Linked DNA regions of Mus musculus: region 2 is linked to region 1. A link is a contact called in public promoter capture Hi-C data. All regions are on one chromosome and are shown on one strand. The core of a region is the stretch at or near the end of the contact, and the rest is flanking DNA. Distances in the headings are between cores, read along the strand shown.

Region 1 (4,316 bases), core at 1,032-3,531:
CTAAAACCATGGAAATCTGATTGACTTGAAATCCCAGTGTGGAAAAGCAAAAAAAATATCTCAAGGCAGAAAAGGCATTCAGGTCACCTGTGTAGGGTGATCACTGCAGAATGTCTCAGATTCTGTGCTTCTAAATGACTGTCACTAGGATATTCACGTCTACATGTGTATGTGGACAAGCTGGGGAGACAGCAATCTATTCTTCCTTAGGCAAGTAACATTTTTTTCAGTATCACTAAGTAATAGACTTTCCCTTGCTGAAGAAAACCAGCAGAGGGCAGAACTGCTGCCCAAACTGCCCAACCCAAAAGAGGACAGAATACCAAAAAGTAAACTGCCAATTTTTGAGGTAGTCTACTTTCAAAGATGCTTATATTTATCATTGAAACGAATCAACGTAAGTAGCCTCAATCATTGCAAAAAAAAAAAAAAATCGAATTGAGCCCCACTGTGGCCTAGGGTCACCAGAGCTCATCACAGAATGAATGAGAAGCCGCCTGTTCCTGGCGAGTGTGAAGCCCCTAAGAATCAGACCCTAGGGCTGCCCCCCTGAAGTGCTAACTCAATTTAGGGAACGCTCAGATATGTGCAACAAGACCAAAGGCCAGGCTCAGGTTTCTACGAAACCTGTGCTTTCAGAGTTGGGTTGGCATTTCCAACCCCATTCTCTCCTCTCCTCTCTATTCCCCGCTTCTCTCTGCAGTCCTGACAAAGCTTGTTTTCTACTGTGAATTGCTCAGGCTCACCAACTCAAAGGGCTTTCTCCTGCCAGCCGAGTCTACAGCACCTAAGGGACCGCTGCAGCCAGATGCCTTTTCGGGAAAGGGCGGGGGCGGGGGAGGGAGGAGGCAAGCGGAGGGAGGAGTGAAGTCGCTCTCCCTCCTCCGGTACTGACAGGGCTACAGTCAGCTACACAGGTCTGGCCATTCAATATTTGGTAGTGCCACGTAGGAACTTTTCCTTACCTTCCCCCTCCTATCCCAGGCCCCCTCCTCTTCCTCCCTATCCCTAGTCGTCTGCCCACCACCCCATTTGCTTGGAGACTTTCCTCGCCCTCCAAGAGAGTTGTAGGTCCAACCTGCAAGAATAAGCTGTTTGGAGGGGACAAGGGATGAGCGAGGATGAGGGTGTCACGGAGAGGAGGGGGGTAATCATCAGGAGAAACTGCCCCCCCCCCTTCTGCCCCGAGCACTCCTGAACTCCACTTTATCGTCTGGGAAATGTGTTCCTCTGAGAACATTTCAAAATGCCACACACAAAGTGCTCTCAATCTTCTAGCTTCATCCCCGCTGGTTTCTCTTATATCCTCCAAAGTAAAAACAGCCCGTTTTTCACTTCCTTGCAGACAAAGAAGTTTATCACAGTTCACTTTATACTCTTTCTCAGTATTTTCTCCTCAGGTCACCCTTCAAAAGATATCTCCTTTAGAACCCGAAGAAACCCAAAGATTGGTTCAAAGGACCGAGGACTCTGAGTAAAGACTGTTCTTGAAACAAAAGCTTTGTACCACTGCCTTCCTGTTCAAGGTAATTTTTTTTTTCTTTTTGCAAAGAAAATGAGAAGGGATGATGGGCTTTCTCAGCCTGCCCGGTGCCTGACAGATCTTTTAATCCTGCCACCTACCTCCTAGCCCATTACTGTCCCGCCTACATCCATCTCCCTGTCTCTCCAGTTTCCACACTTAACCCGGTAGCAACTACAATCTGGATTTTATTTAAAAGAAGTGGGGAGACGACAAGGGAGAAGAGCACACACAAAAAAGAAGAAAGCCGGGTGGCAATGTCCCACCTCCCCAAACTTTTTTTTTTCCTCCTTACCTCCTCTGACCTCTCTAGCTTGGAAGAGAAAAGTCAAGGCGAGGGTTGAGATGGTGAGATCCCAGATCCACCGTTTCGTTTTCCACCTGGACCAGGGCTCCATCTCCAAGCCCCACGCTCACGACTGTGAACCCACGAAATTGCCACTGCAGACCAACTTTGTCCCTTCCAAGGTGTCGCCTACGTTCGCTACACAGCCATCCGGAAGGGAAAGGGAGTAAAAAAAAAAAAAGTCAAAGGGCTCTAATTTTTTTTTTTCCAATTTGATGGTTTGCTTCCTTCCTGTCTCTCGCCCCCTCCTCTCCCTTTGGGGTGGCCCGCAGGAGACTGCGACCCCGGGACCCGTCCTACGCCTGACCCTGCCTTCAGACTGAGGGCAGATGAAGGGTTTCAAGAAAAAAAGCCGAAAGCACTGAGCACCCCTAAAGGCTTCATGCTGTGGGTGGGCTGGACAAGAGGCTCGCGCAGCCCCCTCCTCCGCCCACTCCTCCCGCCTCCTGTGTGCCCGAGAAACTGACAAGCCGACTGAAGGTCATACCCAATCACAGGCCTCCCCGCAGCCTTGAACCCGCCCAGTCTCTCCCTGGAGGATCCAGACTTCTGTGCAGGCCCAGCCCACCAGCCACCCTTCATCTTCCCTCTCCTTCCCCCCCTCCTCAAATCCCCTGAAAAGAAATGGGAGGGAGTTAGGCGGGACCAAAGCTGGACTCCTGCACTTTGGGAATGAAAGGAATTGCAGGACAGCCCCGCAGCACACGGGACGTTCGAGTAGCTTCTGTATTCAATAAAAACCAAGCACTCTGCTCGCACCAGTCCGGGAGCCCCCCCCCCCTTTCTTCGGAGGTGGGAGGGGAAAGAGGGGAGAAGACCAGCATGTTCACTGGCCCCACGGCTGGAGTCCTGGACTGGCAGCGGTAATTTTATCCATCTCCAAAAACCTTGCTTCCTAAGGCAGCCATGGAATCAGGAACCAGTGGGCTCTGTGCTGCCTGCATCCAAAAGTGTTTTACTAATATTTTTAAACTAGAGACTAACGAAGGTGGCATGAAGGAACTCTAAAGATCAAAATCCTCATCTTGTAGGCAAAATCTAGTTGGTGAGATGAAAGTTAAGCTTCTCAAATGTTCAAAGACTGCCCAGAGCTCACTGAGGGGCTTGTCTGCAAGAAAAGAGGAAAGACCAAGAACCCATAGCAGTAGAAACTAAGGGAATCAGTCACTTGCTTTTCCAGCAAATCCTGATACTGGATGAAAGGGAGAAGCAGGGAATAGAGAAGGACAGGAAAGCTGCCTGCAGAATTCTCCAACCAATCCAGTCAGTTTCTTTACTGGCCTGGCCTGGCCCTGAGCCTTGGGGCTGAAAACGTGGTCACTCCACTAGCAAAGTCTAACAAGAGGGAAGTGGTTCTAAGAAACCCATCTCCTCCTCAGTGTATCTCTTAAATCTATACATTTGATTCCCTGGTCAGTTTTCTGCATATTTGAATTCCTCCATCCTCCTGATTGGTCTTTTGTGTTTTAAATCATTTCTGAAACGTGTCTCTCCCACAGTGAGTGCCATGTCCAATGTCCAGCAATGGACAGAAGTAGGAAGTGTCCAACAGGGTACCAGCATACATTACCCACTCCATAGAGAAGCTTTGAAGGAACACGTTCATTTTCTCTACCAACACAGAGACTAGAAGGCAGGACTTACTGTTAGCATTTCAGTCATATCAGTGCTTAAGGGCCTTCAATTAGGCTTATCAAGCGTGCACGTTCAAGTCTTTATTTGATGCTAAGCTTTAAACCATGGGGTCTTTTCTAAATGATCCGTTAAGACATGACTAATTGGACTATATAAAATGTCTTCATATGGTTTAATAGTTGGCAAACTAGCTGGAAATTGATAAAAAATCAGAAGTAGAATATACTAAAAGCAACTAGAAATATTTCTACATAAATGTTATTCTCTGCACCAAAGAACGATTTCCTAATCATAAAGTTTCTTTGGGATTACAGTCTAAAACACAAACAAACAAACAAACAAACAAAAAGACCTATTTATTTCTTGAAATGAGGCCAGCAGAATGTTTGAGATGCCATTTATAAGAGAAATAGGGCCAACTAGCTCTTCAATCTATTAACATATTTTACCAATATAGTTTACCAACATATTGTATTTGAACCTGGAATGTCTAAATACAAATTAAAGATCTTACATTTGAAATATAAGTAATTCAACACCTTTGTTATGCCTCTTACTTTCAGGTGGAAATTGTGTATGTATTTGTGGCTTCGCCTATACTTGCCTTTTCTGTCCAATTCTCTCTGCATGTAAAAATCATTTTCTAGGTCCTTACTTAAACATAAAATGTGAAATGAATACATATTAATTTAGGAATACTTACTTGTGAGCTGGCCAGTGACAGAGCTTACAGCAACATATCTAGTGTTCTAAATTATTTTCCCCTCACTCTCCTGTATACTGAGAGCTCTGTGGCATGTATGGTCCTATTCT
Region 2 (4,316 bases), core at 1,177-3,676, 2.4 Mb before region 1:
AAGAGTTTTGTTAGGTCACACTTCATTCCTCATGTCTAAAACCTCTAAGGAGAATTCTATGAAAGGCAATGTAGAACCCTTTTTGGGAATAGAATAGACCCCTGTTGTTACAGGAGCTATTCAATGAAATCTGCCCCCCTGAAAGTGTTTTATGGATCTCTCTCCTGAGACTACTTATGAACGTACAGTCATGTGATGGCCAGGCAGAGTGACACAGGCCTGGGTTCCTGGAAGGAGGATCAGGAGTTTATTGTCATCCTTCTTTACGTATGGAGTTCCAGGCCAGCCTGGGGTTATACCAGACCTACCTCAAAAAACCCAAAAACAGCCGCATTAGCCCGTGAGATGGCTCAGTGGGTAAAGATGCAGGCCACCAAACCTGAGAGCCTGTGTTGTAGCCCCTACACTGTGGGAGGAGCAAATGACTATGGCCACTCTAAATCAGCGCAAGCCACCACCTCTGGCTCCAACTTTTTACTGCAGTTGATAGTCAGATGAAAAACTATAAGACTTGTAAAGCGGCAGCTTTAGAAATGGGTTGAGTGGGCTTTACTGTTAGCTTTATAGACAAAGGGGCGAAGCCTACTGAGACTGACATGCTATGCTTTTCTACATATTTCATTAAAAAAAATCTCAATTACGTTTATTCCAACAAAATTGAAATTGTTCAACGTATTAAAACCAGGATTTGGGAGAATAAAGGTAACATTCAAGTTTTGAGAGGGTCTTTGTTCTTTTTCCTTCTTTTTTTTATTTTTTAGTTTTCAAGACAGGGTTTCTCTTCATAGCCCTGTCTGCCCTGGAACTCACTATGTAGACCAGGCTGGCCTTGAACTCATAGATTCACCTGCCTCTGCCTCCCAGGTGCTGTAATTAAAGATATATGCCACCAACCCCTGGCTATTTTAAAGTGTACTCCCCCTCCTCCTTCTCCCTTTTTCTTTTTGGGAGGTCTTTGCTTTCAGGACTCTTAGAATATGTAATACACTTCAAAAGGGTTCAAGGCTCATTACAACTTTCAGGACTTTTACAGTTGTAAAGTCTGTTTCTTTTTCGGGGTTAACTTTTGAATGTAAGGAGAGGGTGTCTTTTTAACTCCCTTACCAAGGATGTGTTTGGCTAGAATTACCGAGATGCTCTGAATAACTTTCCAGTATATCAAAGTAGTATCCACTTAGTTTTGTGCTTGTTTAGCTTTATGGAAAGCCGGCAGAGCAGAAGAATGGCCTAAGAATTGCCTCCCTGGAGTCAGTGTTCCAAGTTGCTTCAGCCGGCACTTTGCTCGAGCGCCCCCTCTCTCCCTAGAGGTCAACACGCAACTGCGAGCTTTCAAAGGCTTGCACAAATCCCCGTTTCAAGGAGAAACCACTCAGAGCGCATGCTCTGGTGATAGTGGTTCAGTAGCGCCATTTTCGTAAGGGAAGGGCTGGCCACTAGTTCCGTCCCTAGGGCTCCCAGCATTAAAGTTCTCCAAACTGGATCAAAACGTTGCCGAACAAGTCCGGGGCCTCCTGGAGAGGAGCCTTTGTACTCCTTTGCAACGCTCCAGCCAAGACTACAGAAATCTTCTGTTCATTTCTCTTGTGGACAAGAGATCCTTTTCCCTCTTCTCCCTTCGCCTAGGATAGCCTACAGTCCGAGACTAGAGCCTTACACTTCTGGTGTAATTTTGCGCTCACACCTGTGGCCAAAATGAAAGGACTTGGAGAACTGGACGGGAATTTTTTTCCCCCTTGAGAACAAAGCCTAGGTGAGAGCAGACTCTAGTACTTACAGGGCATCAGTCCGTGTACTCAGGAGCTAGGAGGTATCGCTTCTTTTGAAAATTGGTTATAAAGACACAGATCCGATAGTGGTGAGAATAGGGGTTGGTGGAAAGATAGCTAGCGGTACGACCCGACATGGAGAAGGTCTGAGGTTTTTCAATGTGTGTGTCTGCGCGCGCGTGCGTGTGTGTCTCTGTGTGTGTGTGTGTGTGTGTGCGCGCGCGCGAGTTTAGAAGAAACTGAGTGAAGCAGGAAAGAGCTTGAGAGACAAAAAAAAATCTGGTGTGGAAGAAGAGCTAGCCGGTGCAGACGTGGAGACAGCATCTCAGCCCGCCAGGCAGTCGCAGCTTCCTGGGAGGCATTCACTCCTCTCTACCCATCCTTTTTCATTCATAAGTTTGTGGCTCCGCCTGACATCCACCCCACCCCCACCCCACCCAGGCAGAGGGCCAAGTTTCCTGTGTAGCAATTGGTGAAAGGCAACAAAGCCTTAGCAACTGGCTCCTAGTGACCCGCGGGGCGCCTGGTAACTGGGGCCCGAGGCCGGCTCAGAGAAAGGAGCCGAGCTGTCCCTTTAAGGGATGGCCGCGGAGTGGTGAAAGTGGAGGGGGACGAGGGAGGGCGGGGAGGCAGGTCTGGGGGCGGACCTAAGAGGAGGAGGAGGAGGAGAGGGAGGAAGAGTTGCTGCTGAAAGGAGGTGGCGAAGGAGGAGTCTGAGCAGCTGCTACTAGCCCCGCGGACACCTCCGGAGTCCTGCCCGCTGCCGCACGAGTGGCCACGGGCGCGATCCGGGCCAAACGTCTTGTCCTCCATGATCACTTTGGGAGCCGGGGAAAGACTTTGCCCGGCCTTGGGAGCTGGTGTGCGCCGTCCAGGTTTGGTGGAGACGGTGCAGCGCGAGAAGGAGGAGCTGCAGCTCGAGAAGCAGCAGCAGCCGCCGCCGCCGCAGAGTCCGGATCACAGCGGTTACAGCCCGGGGCGTGTGCGTCCCGCGCCCAGCGGGTTCGGTTCCCCACGGAATGTCCCCGGGGCGCCCCACGCGCTGACCCTGCAGCTGCCTCCGCCTTGGGCGACTGCCTCCTCCCTCAGGCAGGCTCGGTGATTGGGACCGCGAGCTCCCAGCTCTTGGGCAGTGGGGAAGCCCCCGGGGGCGGGTGACCTCAGCTGGCCACGACCCAGCCCTCCCCCGTGCGGATCTCGCTTAAGATGGCAGCGGAGTCTGGGGAACTAATCGGGGCTTGCGAGTTCATGAAAGGTGAGGAGCAGCCACCCGGCATCCTCCGGCCCTTCCACGCCACTCCCCCCCCCCAACTCCTCACGGCTCACCCCTTTGTCCCAAGCCTCTATGCTGGGTTTCTTTTCGGGCCCTGTGTCCCTCAGTACTGCGGCTCGGCGCTCGGGCCCCTTCTCGCTACTCAACTCCCGGAGGACCCCCTGCTTCCGGCTTCTTTTTTCGCGTTCTCACTCCCTCTGCAGCTTCCTCGTACCCGGACAGTGCAGGCTTCTCTGCTTGGGATCCTCCTGCAAACCTATCTTGGTGGGGAGCCTGCTGGTTTTAATCCTCCATCCGCTAACTCTCTACTTCCTCGGTGGCTGGCCCGTGTTTTTGGGACACCCCCTACCCCCAACCACACCCCCCTATCTTTCCTTCCTTCCTCTTGAAGTCTGCTAAGCTGCAGCGGCAGAAGCTCGCCTCTTTTCCCATTCCACCGCAGCTGAGGTCTGAAGGTTTCCGAACCAAACTTGTGTCTCCAGTTTTGCGGGTACCCACAGCTCCTGTCTGCACCCGCCCGCACGCAACCAGGGGGTGAGGGAACTCAGAAGATGCTCTGCCCCCTGCTGGGTCTTCTAGCCTCTTAGCAAGATGTGCTTTTGGGGCTCTGTAGCTTTCTGGAAGATCCTGTTTCTCCAAGAATCCCACGTGTTAAAGGTCTTTAAACGATGTGTAGCAGTTATTAATCCTTTGTGCATGATCTGCACTCTCAGTCTCGCGTCCCTGCTTCTCATGTTCTGTCTTTTAAACTTGTCTTTCAGATCGATTATATTTTGCTACTTTAAGGAATAGACCAAAAAGCACAATAAATATCCACTATTTCTCCATCGACGAGGAGCTGGTCTATGAAAAGTAAGTCCCCCCCTACTTTTTTTTTTAGCACCCCCTGAACTAGTTAGTTTGTTGGTTCTTTGATAATCGGGTTCCTTCACTTTTCCCAAAGAGTTCCGAAGGTATTACTAGCTTTCTATAGCTTGGGGAGGGATGCACACTGTACGTAGTTTGGTCCTGTTAACACTGCAGTCCTTTTAGAACTTCACGATATTAATTCTTCCTCCTCCCACAGCACGTCTGGGTTCCTCACACTCCCCAGAGTAGCACCAGGCCGTCATACCTGGTGTCATCACCAGACCTGTAATTGGCCTGTGAATCAGTCACTAGGTATTTGTGGGAGCACCCACAGGGTAGAGGGCAGTCAGTGTGTGTGTGTGTGTATACTACAGGTGCCGAAGCTTCACAGTGCACAAGGCTTCTGTTGTTTGGAAGGATGTTTTTGT

Evidence for each region. Promoter capture Hi-C pulls out the DNA fragments that hold promoters and counts their contacts.
Region 2: a contact with region 1 is called in a promoter capture Hi-C map of cranial neural crest. The contact joins the promoter of Cdc14a here to the promoter of Col11a1 in region 1. A contact is called at or near these places in 2 of 39 promoter capture datasets (cranial neural crest and hippocampal neurons) and 1 of 115 datasets of contacts at active chromatin or transcription factors (astrocytes).

Annotation. Positions count from the first base shown.
Region 1 is chr3:114,028,505-114,032,820 of GRCm38.p6, reverse strand. It overlaps Col11a1 (collagen, type XI, alpha 1), which reads right to left and starts at 2,281. Exons shown (of 67, transcript NM_007729.3): 1 at 1,818-2,281. The coding sequence starts at 1,920.
Region 2 is chr3:116,422,142-116,426,457 of GRCm38.p6, reverse strand. It overlaps Cdc14a (CDC14 cell division cycle 14A), which reads left to right and starts at 2,426. Exons shown (of 16, transcript NM_001080818.2): 1 at 2,426-3,021; 2 at 3,801-3,891. The coding sequence starts at 2,973. It overlaps Gm40125 (a long non-coding RNA gene), which reads right to left and starts at 2,207. Exons shown (of 3, transcript XR_867571.3): 1 at 1,775-2,207.